Regions from separate parts of the Danio rerio genome. Here region 1 is linked to region 2. Evidence: chromatin contacts called from public HiChIP or PLAC-seq data. All regions are on one chromosome and are shown on one strand. Each heading gives the region's core, a stretch centred on a gene start, on an enhancer-like site or on the middle of the called end of the contact. The rest is flanking DNA. Distances are from core to core; before and after follow the strand shown. Region 1 holds the start of cbx3b (chromobox homolog 3b). Region 2 overlaps skap2 (src kinase associated phosphoprotein 2).

What was found. HiChIP or PLAC-seq counts read pairs in DNA pulled down with a chosen protein or histone mark.
Region 1: a contact with region 2 is called in an H3K4me3 HiChIP or PLAC-seq map of embryo, with 2.7 times the contacts expected there. The contact joins the promoter of cbx3b here to the enhancer-like site in region 2. A contact is called at or near these places in 8 of 18 Hi-C or Micro-C datasets (caudal fin, embryo, fibroblasts and 2 more) and 2 of 4 datasets of contacts at active chromatin or transcription factors (caudal fin and embryo).

What each region holds. Positions count from the first base shown.
Region 1 is chr16:22,396,443-22,403,794 of GRCz12tu, forward strand. cbx3b (chromobox homolog 3b) reads right to left here and starts at 2,999. Exons shown (of 5, transcript NM_001386347.1): 1 at 2,767-2,999; 2 at 2,037-2,182; 3 at 1,757-1,925. The coding sequence starts at 2,176. All of the region lies in intron 1 of LOC137487900 (a long non-coding RNA gene), which reads left to right.
Region 2 is chr16:22,314,487-22,321,529 of GRCz12tu, forward strand. All of the region lies in intron 11 of skap2 (src kinase associated phosphoprotein 2), which reads left to right. Among named protein-coding and RNA genes, the nearest start is that of skap2, 32 kb to the left of the region's middle. Within about 2 kb of position 5,280, at least 28 of the 62 cell types and tissues checked have an H3K27ac peak or open chromatin away from gene starts, as enhancers often do.

The sequences.
Region 1 (7,352 bases), core at 1,749-4,248, 80 kb after region 2:
GTGCAGTGGGTAACCCCGGCTGGGTCTGTGTGGAGTTTGCTTGTTCTCCCTGTTTCTCTTGGTGCTCTGGTTTCCCCCACAGTCTGAAGACATGCTATATAGGTGAATTAGGAAGGCTAAATTGTTCATAGTGTGTAGGAATGAGTGTATGGGGGTTTCCCAGCTGGAAGGACCTCCAATGCTTAAAACATATGCTGGATAATTTGGCGGTTCATGGCGACCCCTGATAAATAAAGAGACTAAGCCGAAAAGAAAATTAATGCATGAATAATTCCATTTACTGCTGAAGTTGGATTAGATGTTGAATCTAGGAGTTTATCCAGTGTTCCAGTCCACACATAGGTAAATTAAGATGGGCTGGTGTAATTTTTAGCAAAACCATTCAACACAAACATTTAAATACTGTTAAAAAGCAGAATCAATTCTAAAGACAGAGTTCATTAAACCCGTTTCTCAATATGTGTTTGTACTGGTGAAACATCATTAGTTATTGCCCAATCAGGAGTTCACATCTAGCCAATTACAGTTCAAATCCCTGTGTGCTGGCTCCGCCCGATTTTATCAGGAATACATGAGGAAATTACTTCTTAACTTATTATGGGCAGGAGGTACCCTAGGATACATGTTGATCCAACCAACTAACATCAATGGCAGAAAAGAGAAAAAAATACTACCTTTACTTGGTCACAAAATGTAGTTGTAAGATTTTTCCAAGTAGGATTGCAGTTTAATTTTAAATCTGGTTTATTTATAAAGATAGTGCCTATTAAAATTTTTCTAAGATGTGACTTTCAGGCAGTGTTCTCAAACCTTACTAAGAGCAGTGTTACGGCTTAACAGTTAAGGCCAGTGGTATTATAAAGTACACTGCTGTTCCATTTGAAGAACTGCCAGACTTGGGTTCTATGGTCCTCAAGAGTTTGTAATCTTGACTACCAAGGATGCAAGTCTGTGCTCTACGGTGTTGGCATGCAGTAATGTTTTGAGACACAGACAAACAAAAATGCTAATAAATAATGTAACACGACATATTGGGTTTTTGAAATCTGAATTTTCAGTACAAATGTACCTAGTACTACAAGTACCTACTCAAGCAAGTATGCAACTTCAGATGCTGCCATCGTTTGGTCACATTAAACCAACAGTTATTCATGGTAAGCCACAACACTTAGCAGACTTTAACTAGTACAAATGATTTAATTGTGAAACACTGCTGCACCACCTGTGCATTAATACTTAAAGGGCTGAAAGCTACAGTTTTAGCATTACGTGTGCAAATGCATAATAGACTGGGGTCCTACCATCCTTAAGAGTTCATATTCGTAGCCTGAACTATCAAGGACGCAAGTCTGAGCTTTGCGTAGTTGGTATTCAGTAATATTTTGAGACAGACAAACAAAAATGCTAATAAATGATGAAACATGAATGTTCCACCTGTGTTGATGGACTATTGGGTTCTGAAATCAGCAATGCTGTGGTTCATCTGACTTGAACGAATGTTCTAGTAAAAATCTGAATTGTCAGTACAAATGTAATGTACTAAAAGTACCCACTCTAGCAAGTATGCAACTTCAGATGCAGCAATGGTGTTCCAAGAGGATTAGTCACATTAAACCATAGCCACACTTTTTTAGCATATTTTAACTAGTGCAATTCATTTAATTGTGAAACACTGCTGCACCTGTGCCTTAATAAAGACTGAAAGCGACAGTGATGGCTTCACATGTAGAACTGCATAGTATACAAAAGCACCAACCATATCAGCAGCCAACTCTGATAACTCTTCCTTAGGCTGAACTTCGTGATCTAGAGATTGACACTCCTCTTGTTCCGTTTCCTGTCCCAATACAGTTAGGTTTCTGAGATACTCTTCTATCAGCTCAGGACAATCCAGGTTATCCTCTGGCTCCCAGGTATTCTCTGCACTGGAAAAAAACAACAAAAAAGTATGACAGATCTGTCATAAACAGGCAGATATTTATAATATAAATAATTTAAAAACCTGACACACAGACAGCACTGTTCCATAAACTCACTCTGTAAATCCTTTCCACTTCAGATAATATTCAACCTTTCCGTTGTTGACTCTTCTGCGAATTATTTTTTCCACTGCAAACTCCTGAACAACTGTCGTCTCTTCTGCTTTCCTGTTTTTTACATTCTGTTTTTTCCTCATGGTTTCCTGCAACAACACAATACCTAATATTTGCAAAGGTTGAAATATTTAAAAAAATGAAGCATCACCAAAAGAGTAAGGTTAAAAATGTAGATTTTAATTTTTATATTATGTAAACAAATTCTACAATACTAGTAAAACTGGTCCATGACAAGAGTTTAATTTCTGATATTCTAAGTAAAAAAACATTTTAATTTACTACAAAAACTGCTCAGCAACAAAGATTAATGTTTGATAATGCAGTAAAAATGTCAATATACTGTGAAACTCTAGAGCAAAAATTTTATCACTTTAGCAGGTAAAATTGTAAAACCATATTCCTCGTTGCTGACCAGTAAACCACATTCCTCGTTTACACTATGTATCAAGCACATGACGTGAAAAATACCAGGAATTCCTCTCATAAACACTGCCAACAATACGTAGCTGCTAGAGCAGTGAAGTCACCGCTTATATGTATGACGTATCATTTCCTACAACCTAAACTTTCCCAATCACAGACCAAGCAAAGTAATATCATGAATGACGCTTGTAATCAATGTTATTGTTTATGCGCCACTGATATGGATTTGGTAAGTGCGCGCGCCCACCTGCCGTTGCCCGCAGTTCACGCGCTATTCGTTTATTTCCTCAGCTGTTGATTAATGCTCGAACAAATGATCGCTCTGTACAAACAACGCGGTTCATTTAGACGGAAGATCACAACGCAGATCACTTAATCTAGCATCGTTAACTATGTCGCCTTCGCGATCATTGCGTTACTGTTGTGTTTACATAACTTTTCATGAATGAGTCAAATTAAACATGGCCGATTGGGAGAAGGGGAGGAAGTGGTTTCAAAGGGAAGAGGTCAGTTCAGGAAAGCCGGGGGAGGAATCCTTAAAGGCGCATCCCGGGAGTGAGAACTGGCTGAATCTCTCGGAACGCTATAGTTAGACGTTTTTAAGGGTGGGTTAAATCTGACCTTCGATTTTTTTATTACAAAACGCTGTTGGACAGTTAGCCTCGGCAGCTTATAATTTATGTGTATTTTTCCACATATTGACCGTATAGTTGCCGTCAATGTCGCTTTTTTGTAAGTTGAAATGGAAATTAGTTTGTATTACTAAAACAAAAACGTATAGCTTCTCGGTCTGGTTAAGATGTTGATACAAATACAAAAGCTACATGTTGTGGTAACGTCACACATGTAATATTGCGGAAGGACACTGGAGGGAGCATGCGCCACTCATTGTCTATAAACCACCCAGAAGCTCGAGTTATGTGATTCAGATGTTTAATTACATTTAATTATTATTTTTATTTACAAACAGATTGTATAATCCAACAGATATCACAAAATTCTGTCCTCATTTGTATAAAATCCTCTATCTCATAAATAGTAATAAATAATAATAATAATTATAAATTGATTTCTCTTTATTTCTATATTAAACATTTTGTTCACTTATATAAAAACAATAATTTGTCTAATATCTATTTTCAGTTTCAATAAAATAGCACGCATTTACGTCACTAACTGTAAATCATTGGTCATTATAGATCAGTGCTGAAAATTATTAATAATACTTTAATAATACAATATTTTTTTTGGTGATTTGCATCAAGGACTGCTTCTGAAAAGTGTCAGTATTGGTATTTGAGCGTGTTTACGGTGAAAACACGGAGCTCTTTACTTTAGGAGGCTTTAGAGAAACTGACCATTCATTTCTGTTTCAATCTAAGCTCCTCCTATTCTCGAAGTGATTGACAGTCGTCCGCCATCCTATCAAAAAGAAGCTTGAATCGGATTGGTTCAGTGGTTCACCCAATTGTATTCAAGCTATAATAAAAAAATCTTTATACCACAACAAAAGTTTCTTCTTATATTTTAAAGCCAGGGAAGAGCATTCTTTCCCTTAATATATGTAGCACTTGTTTTACCAAAATGACTTGATAGAAGATATGAAATTTGAACTTTTAATATTATTTTTTGTCAAACTTCTGCTACTTTGTAGTGAGTCCACAAGAGGTCGCTATTATCCACCCATAAATCTCTTTTTTTCATTTTCAGCGTTTGTTTTGTTCCTCATAAAATGTTTTATTTTTACGAGATAACTTGTAACATTTTTATGTCGTTTGTTAACGCAACGTTTAGTATTTCCTAAATTTAGTTCATAACATCTTTATTAACTTTATAACGTATTCGACATTGTGTGACAGTTTCTCAAGTGTTTACGAGGTTGAGCAAAGTTAAAGCATTTTATTTACTTGCTTATTTAATTACCAGATATTTATTCTGCTCATAGTTGTAGTGGACTTAGCACAGTAATGGGTTATATATTATATAGTTGTAGAGAACTTAGCACAGTAATGGGTTATTTGTTTGTATTCTCTGCAAAAAAAAAAAACATCATAAACTAGCCTAAACTGGTTTTAGCTGGTTGACAAGCCTGGTTTTAGGTTTTTATTTTATTTTTTTGGCCATTTCCAGGCTGGTTTTCAGCCATTTCCAACCTGGTTTTAGCTGATCAGGCTGGAAAATGGTCAGCTAAAACCAACTTGACCAGCCTGGTTTAAGCTGGTTTTTGCTGGGCACCCAGCCTGGCTAGGCTGGTCAGGCTAGTTTTAGCTGGTCATCTCTTAGCCTGAACAGCTGAAACCAGGCTGGAAATGGTCAAAATCCCTCCTAAACCAGGCTGGTTGACCAGCTAAAACCAGCCAACCAGCCTTGGCTGGTTTAAACAGTTTTTTTTTTTTCAGCTTTTTTTTTTTTTTTAGCACAGTAATCGGTTTTATAATAACATAGTTGTAGAGAACCTAGCACAGTTATGGGTTATTTGTTTATATTAGCATAGTTGAAATTTCTATAGCTGCAGTGGTAATACAACTTTGGTAATACAAACAAATAACTCAAGTTCCCTACAACTATGTTAAATTTAGCCTACTAAACTTTACTATAGTTTGTTTTACAGTTTACAAGTTCAATATAGAATAGTAATATTACTGTATGCTGCACAATTAGTTTAAAATGTGTTGTAAATACTGTAGTATATTCTGGGGGTGACTCGGTCCGAGGGTGACCTGCAGATTTTAGCTTCAATCCCAATTAAACACACCTGAACCAGCTGATTAAGCTCTTTACGAGAAACTTCTAGGCAGGTGTGTTGAGGCAAATCGGAGCTAAACTCTGCAGGACACTGGCCCTCCAGGACCAAGTTTGGGCACCCCTGGCATATACAGTATGATATTGTACAAAAACACTATAGTATGTATATAGTATTTTTTGTTCATGAAGGCTCTTACACCTCAAATGGAGCCAAATTAATCTGCAGCTTAACCTGTAAGTGAAATATATAAAACATTTATTTTGATTTATGGATTCAGAATATATCTGTTGCAATCTATTCTGCCTGTTTTATTTTTCTTCACTTTGAACAAAAACTATCCCCTCTGTACATTCCATGTGTAGGAGGAGCTCAGTTATTCAGCGAGTGGTTGGGGTCCATAATGGCTGACAGATGGGCCATAGAATGAGACTTTAGTGTTCAAGTGAAATCACAAACCCCCCCTTCTCTCTCTTTTTTCTCTCTCTCTCTTCTGCATAATCCAGTCCTCCAGTCTGCACTCCATCTCCAGCAGTGACAGTCCTGAGTGCCCCGTATATGTGAATACGTCCTTTAATGCAGCCATGGCTCCTGTCAGTGTAGAAACGTGTCCAGATGGAGGAGCCCCGCTGTGTGCAGGCCTGGCCAGCGCTTGAGGGGTGAGGAGAGCTGATGTGTGGGGTGGGGATCCGGTCTAACTGGATTCTATCTCAGCGTGAGTTTTGCCGAGTTTTGGCACGCCACCATCCCTCAGCTCAGGTTACAGGTACGCTCGTGCCGGCCGTGTCAGACATGTTGTTTTTTTGTGGCTTGTCAACCCCCTGAACCCCGAACAGATTAGTTTGAGTTCAATTTAATCAAAGTGTTCTGTAGCGCTTTAATTCATCAAGCAGTTTTTGAAAAGGTCAGAAAGGAATCCGAACGGCTGACAGTAAATATGATCCTTTTCGTCTGTGCATTTTGTGGCTGACAATAAGCAGATTTTACTTTCTCTTAGTTTTTTAAATAATTATAGTCCTGAGATTTTAACCTGTTGGACAGAGGAGAAAAATTATATTTTTAAAATTATATTATTAGTTACAGGCTCACTCAATTTATTGCCACTAAATAAATCATAGATTTAACATCATTCCCACCATTCAAATTTACAAATAAAATGAACGCTCGATTCAAGTAATATATATATATATATATATTATTATTATTTCAGATTTTAATCCAACGTACTAAAGAATAGCGAATATTTGCAAAGAAAGCTTAATTTGCACTTATTTTTATTCACATTTTGTAAACCAACATTTTAATTTACATAAAATTCCTTAACACAGGAATAAAGCAATTTTCACCACATTTATTGAACAAATAATAACCTGTTAATTTTGACTCACTCTAATATTGGCACAAACAAAACCAGACATTTTTCTTCACCAGAGGATTCTCTCTAATTGTTTTTGTCTATAATTTTAACTAAATTTTCCTTTTTCAAAGTTTATTTGACATTTATTATTATTTTAAGTTGGTCAACAAGTTTTGCTGACCACCTGCATCCAATTTAATGACAATTTATTACAGTAAAAAATCTTTAATATTTAAAATAACAATTATTTGTACTTTACTGACTCACACTTTTTCTTACATTCCCTCTGTTAGTTTACTCCTTTTATTTACTTAATCTCTTTTTTATGCGTTTGAACAAGTCTTAAATTCAGCTTTTTGATTTCAATCTACTTCATTGTGGATCAACACACATCAAATTTCGCCACAGATGAATCGAAGAGTGGATTGAGTCAGGGGATCTCAGTGAAAGCTCCTCGCAGTCTTTCCCAGCAGTGTGTTTGTCAAAACTGTGGGTTTTGTATGTTTTACCTGTTATATCACGCTCACCCATCGCACTCTGCCTCTCCATATCAGTGCTCAGATCACTATTATCAGCAAAGTGTCGGCCAAACTCAGAGCAGTCATCTGTCATTCTCTGTCTTTTGCTTTGAAAAGCCCAAACCTGACACCGGCTGACAGCCTCTGTTGTTTACCCAACTAGAGGGACACGGGCGATTGTTCAGAGAACATGACACGGCATACTGGGCGGCAAT
Region 2 (7,043 bases), core at 4,030-6,529:
CATGTGATATAGCAAACAAGTTTGTTTCTTTCAAAAATCTAGATGGCTAGAATGGTTACAGAGTGTATGCAGGGTCTTAAAAAGTATTAAAGGTTAATACATCAATGTAGAGAAATTAAAGGCCCTTAAAAGGTATTAAAAAGTCTTAAATACTTTTGCAAGGTATTCAATATTACAAAATATTTGTTTATGCAATGTGTGGTTGAATGTTAACATTTGCCTAAATTAAATCTGCAAATATCAGGATGCAGTGTAGTTTATGAAATCAATAAAATCCTGCTAGATTTGACATCATGATGCTTTGTTTACTGCAGTAACCACCATTATTTCTTGCAGCCAACCTGCTGAATTAGCTAGATTGAATAGATTTTTATTCAGTATATGATTGATGTTTTAGTTTTGGATTCACTTCTTACTTTAAGCTGTAGTAAATTTACTGTAAGTTAAAATCTTGCTAGTGTTTCCGGTTGAAATGTGGTTTTAAGGTCTTAAAATGTATAGGAAGAGTCTTAAAAGGTTCTAAAGGGTACTATATTCCACTCTCTGATTCCTGTGTACACTCTAGTTTAGATTAATTAAGAAATATACTACAAAAAACTGTCTAATGAATTGAATGAATTCATGAGATGCTATACAGAACATGTAATTATCTGAAGTGTGTGTGTGTGTGCTTTAAAGTAAAATTAGAAATGATGCTCACTATATAATAAATTCTTTAGTATGAGTTATTTTAAGATTTTAAGGGTTGCACCACATGACAATTTAAGACCTGAGCTAACCTTGCCTAGCCATGATGTCAAACGGTCTGATATTTTAAGAGATTTACTGACCTTGACATGAAGTTGTAAAGGTCTGTCTCTTTTGCTAACTTTATAGGCGAGTATTTTAAAAGTAGTGAAGCTGTGTGGTTTGTGTAATACATTACAAGAAAAGAAAGTAAAGACTCTAAAGACACTAAAACTATAGTAAAATGGATATTTCCCACAATTTGTTGCCATTATTTATTGACAGTCATATTGCTGTATTAGTGACCTTCTTCTGCAAGATATAAAAAAGACTAAATGAAGAATGTGTCTGGCTGTAGTATGTGTTATAATCTTATATAATCATAAAATCTTTCATTTTACACAGAATACATTTTGTGAAGTTTTAGAATAGAAAGTGTTTTTCTTGTGATCTGGAGGATATACTGTCTTGACATTATAATGTTTTTTACTTTTATATCTCTCCTACATATTAAAGTGAATTTTAATAGAGTAATTAAAAATACTCATTATGGAAGAAGCACCAGGAAGAGTTTAAATTGAACTTTGAACGTGTTTTTGAATACATTAAAAGATAGGATAAAGAAATACTGTATGCTCATTGACCTTTGCATGGGTGTTTGATTCTAGCATCTCAGTGTTATGGAAACAGTCTGTTACTGGATCGTGAGCTGTTATTGGTCAGGCTTTAAGAGTGAGAGATTGCCATTTTTAAAATTCTTAACCGACAATATTGTAAAAATAAACTAAATCTAAGTTACGTGGCTTTAGGTAAAAATATTTGGTGCCATAATAAGTTGCATTTTATTTTATGATTTTATTAGAACTGTCAGTGACAGAACTGCAGAGTTGTGTAATGGCATAGCGCTCTACAGTGAATATTTCATTACAATATATTATTACCTACTTATATGCAGTATGTGATCGTCTGCCACAGACTAGTGGTTTTAACTTGGTCTTCTCTGTGTTCAGCAATTGTGAGACTTTCGAGTAGCCCGACGCTGGAACGCTGGAATTTGGCTAAAAATGGCCGAAATGACTGTATGGTGGCCTCTATTATGACACATTAAAATCTCCAGAAGTGATTAAACAGAAAAGAAGCTGTCAGAAAGAACTGCTGAAAACAGCTTTCCTTAATTTTACCCAATTTATTTATATTCATTTTACTAGAGACACAACGTATACTGACCTGACCTATTTTTATTATTTAATTATTGTTATTGTAGACTGAAATGATTGACAGCTATGTTTTGTTCTATTTTTGGTAAGGGTAATTTGTAAATAGATAAATAATTTTTATATATATATAAAAATAAAAATATATTAACAAAAAATTATCATTATTATTATTATTATTATTATTATTATTATTATTATTATTATTATTATTGTTGTTGTATTATTAAATATATAAAATTGGTAGTGCAGTTGAGCAGTGGGTAGTGCTGTCACCTTACAGCAAGAAGGTTCGCTGGTTTGAGCCTCACTTGGGTCGGTTGGCGTTTCTTTGTGAAACCCTACGTTCGCGTGGGTTTCCTTCGGTTTCCCCCACAGTCCAAAGACATGCGGTACAGGTGAATTGGGTAGGCTAAATTGTCTGTATATTGTATGAGTGTGTATGAATGTGTGTGGATGTTTCCCATAGATGTGTTGCTGCTGGAAGGGCATCTGCTGCGTAAAAAACGTGCTGGATAAGTTGGCTGTTCATTCCGCTGTGGCGACCCTGGATTGATAAAAGGACTAGTCTAAAAAGAAAATGAATGAATAACTGAATAAATATATACAATTTTAATCATTTTTGATGGGGAAAGTGAAAATCTTTTATAACTAGGATATTTGAAAAAAATAACATTTCTAAAATTTCATTCGTAATGGCCTTAAATTCTCTTAAAGTCTTAAATTTAATTTGGTGAAACCTGCAGAATCCCTGATAAGCTTTCCGCAAATGTATTGTTTACCAGGATTAGACATTTGACTCTATTTAAAAACTGTTTGAAAGTCTGAAGTTTCAAAAAACAAAAATACTGAGAAAATGGCCTAGCAATGACTGTATAATGTCATTTATTATTGCGACGCATTAAGATCTCCAGAAGTGATTACACAGAAAAGAAGCTGACAGAAAGAACTGCTGAATGCAGCTTTCCATAATTCTACCCAATTTATTTATATTCATTTTACTAGAGAACGTGCAGACAGTGGTAAATTAAAGTATCTTCAGGAGAAATAGAGATGACATCCCAATTTCACCAGTGGCTAAAAATCTATAATTTGTAATGGATGTATAAAGCATGCCAATGGGGAAATTATCTCATTCTGGTAAAAGTCAGCAGGCTGTCAGAAAATGACAGAATATGGTCTGAATGGGATCCAGGGGTGACTGCGTTTTTAAGAGCAAGTCTGACATCTAGTGGCTAGAATAAGTATGGTGGCCTTTATAAGAACATTTGCCTTTAGGAAGTCACAATTGTTGTTTTGCTTTATTTATATATATATATATATATATATATATATATATATATATATATATATATATATATATATATATATATATATATATATATATATATATGCATGTATTTATTATTCATATATAAATGAAGGGTTATATGTATACACAAACACACTACCGGTCAAAAGTTATTTTTTTTATGTTTTTATATTTTAAAGAAAATGATTCTGTCCATAAACATACATTTTTTTTTTAAATATTTATTAAAATGTTCAAAGAACAGCTTTCTTTTTGTTGTTTCAAATGAAATTGTCATTCCAGTCATTATTACTTTTATCACTATTACCAATAATAATAACAACAACAACAATAATAATAATAATAATAATAATAATAATGATTAATATTAGAGTGATTTCTAAAGGATCATGTGACTGAAGACTGAAGTAATGAAGCTGAAAATGTATCTTAAAATCATTTGAATAAATTATCAAATTAAATTATAAACTACTCTTGAACAGTGCAATAACATTTCACAAGTTGTACTGTATGTTTGATTAAATACATGCTGCCTTGATAAGCTGGAGAATTACAACATTTTAAAATCATATACTGATCCCAAACTTTTGACGTGTTGTGTTTCCTGCACTAAAAAAAAAAATGGTTCATGGCAGATTGTCGCAAACAATTCATTCATTCATTCATTCATTCATTCATTCATTGATTCATTCATTCATTCATTTTCTTGTTGGCTTAGTCCCTTTATTAGTCCGGGATTGCCACAGCGGAATAAACCGCCAACTTATCCAGCAGGTTTTTACACAGCGGATGCCCTTCCAGGTGCAACCCATCTCTGTGAAACATCCACACACTCTTACACTACGAACAATTTAGCCTACTCAATTCACCTGTACCGCATGTCTTTGGACTGTGGGGAAAACCAGAGCACCCGGAGGAAACCCACGCGAACGCAAGGAGAACATGCAAACTCCACACAGAAACGCCAACTGAGCCAAGACTCGAACCAGCAACCTTCTTGCTGTGAGGCGACAGCACTACTTACTGTACCACTGCGTTGATGCAAACAATTTATATAAGCTCAATTTAAACAAACAAATTAAGTTGAACATTACTAAATTTTAAATTTAAAGTTTAAATTCAGTCTATTTAAATTGTTTACAACCACATACCTTAAAAACAATATATTAAGTTACGAATTGTTTTTCAGTGTGTGCAAAAGATTTAAAATTGTAAGATTTTAAATCTTACACCAATTCTGCAAAATATCATATTTGATAATAGCCTAATGAAGTTATTTTTTAAATAATATTTTAAAATACAGTTTGTTTTTTGGATGTCAAAGCTGAGTTTTTATCTGAGCTTTACTAAAGTCTTTAGTGTCACATAATTCTTTAGAAATCATTGTAATAAGCTAATTTGCTGCTCAAACATTTCTGTAAGTTATTTTAAGGATTCGCTGATAATTAGAACGAAACATAATAAATATTTTACTTCTATTTATAATATTATAGAATGAAGGTATTATTTTGTTGCATTTCTTTACAAAAAACCCCCCATAAATTTATCTTACTGATCCTAAACCAAGCATAATTGAGTACAATCTTGCCAATTTTGAAAATGAATATTTTATCCATTTCTCATTTTTTTATCCATTTCTCTCTCATTCTATAAATGATAAAAATACATTTCTGTTTACTTAAAGTATAAAAATATTTTTATCAAAGAAACACACCATTAAATAACATTGCACATATGAATTATACATGAAATATGCCGCACAGCATAAAAGAGATAAGCATAAACCCAGCATGCTGCCAAAACGATGCTGGGAAACACAGTCCAATGATGCTGTGTCGTATTTGAGCCATTTTATGGGCACTGCAAGGCTTGGTTTACCATGAATATTGTAGGCGCTCTTTTGTAGCATAGCCCCCTTCCCCCTTCGCTCAGTCAGGCTCACGGATGACCGTAAAGCTGGTGTGGGTTTAGTGTCCAGCTGTGGCTCACAGGCCATTCAGAACAGTCTGGGGAACAAGCCAGTGGGGCTATTAGTGGCCTGCCTCCTTCCCCTTGGCCATGCAGCAGCTGCAGGTCTAACACCCCCCTCCATTTACCCCCCTGTCCAGACCCTCCGCGGCTCTCAAAGGGTATTGACCATCAGACCAGGGGGAGGTGTCAGGGCCCTAAATCACACACACACACACACACACACACACACACACACACACACACACACACACACACACACCATGCTCTCGTCCTTTCAAAGCAGGCCAGTGTGTGCTGTAAATGATGCTTGGTCAAAATAGAGCGTCACATGGTCCGTCTGGAGTCCAACAGTATTGTAAACCTCAAAGACTCACATCGTTTCAGTTGAGTGGTGTAATATTCGTGTTTGTATCATGAAGTGGTTAAATTATCCATCTTATACATTCTGAGAAAAAAACCTGCAAAAGCTGTCACTGGGGAAGGATCTTTTTAGGCACCAATATGTGCAAACTGTATCTGAATGGATTTATTTTATTTTTTATTATTATTATTTTTTCTGTTGTAAAAATGTGAGCAGATTCATGCAGATTGATTATGTGTGCATGGCAGTTGAAAATGTATCATGTTTAAAAAAATAAAAAAAATTTATTTAAGGTTTTCACTGCAAATACAATTGGATCCATTTTTTCATGTTAAAAAAGGCTATAAAATGTCTTATATAATAGCTTTACTAATAGGCATAAAAATATTTTTACACAAATCCTATATATATACATACATACATACATATATGTGATACATATATGTGATACATATATATATATATATATATATATATATATATATATATATATATATATATATATATATATATATATATATATATATATATATATATATATACAGTTGAAGTCAGAATTATTAGCCCCCCTGAATTATTAGCGCCCCTGTTTATTTTTTCCCCAATTTCTGTTTAATAGAGGGAAGATTGTTTCAGCACATTTCTAAGCTTAATAGTTTTAAAAACTCATTTCTAATAACAGATTTATTTTATCTTTGCCATGATGACAGTAAATAATATTTTACTTAATATTTTTCAAGACACTGCTTAAAGTGACATTTAAATGCTTAATAAGGTTAATAAGGTGAACTAGGCAGGTTAGGGTAATTAGTCAAGTTATTGTATAATGATGGTTTGTTCTGTAGATTATAGAAAAAAAAATTGCTTAAAGGGGCTAATAATTTTGTCCCAAAAATGTTTTTAAAAAATTAATAACTGCATTTATTCTAGCTGAAATAAAACAAATAAGACTTTCTCCTATCAGACATACTGTGAACATTTCATTGCTCTGTTAAACATCATTTGGGGATCAAAAGGGGCTAATAATTCTGACTTCATGATATATATGTAAGTGATGATGAGTTTTGGTGGATTTTTGAGGGAACAGACTCTGCAGTCAAACAGTGCTCAGCATATTTAAGTACACCCCTCACAAATCTTTTAAGCTTATATTTTTATTAGGAAGCTATTTTGTGCATATACAGTTGAAGTCAGAATTATGAGCCCCCCTTTTTATTTTTCCCCCAGTTTACCGGAGAGAAGATTTTTTCAACACATTTCTAAACATAAAAGTTTTAATAACTAATTTCTAATAACTGATTAATTTTATCTTTGCCATGAAGACAGTAATAAAGTGACAGCTTAAAGTGACTTTTAAAGGTTTAACCAGGTTAACTAGGTTAATTATAAATTAGATTATGCATCATAATTAAGAATACTTTAAGTTCATTTTCTGATTTAGCAAGTCTGTGCAACTTGT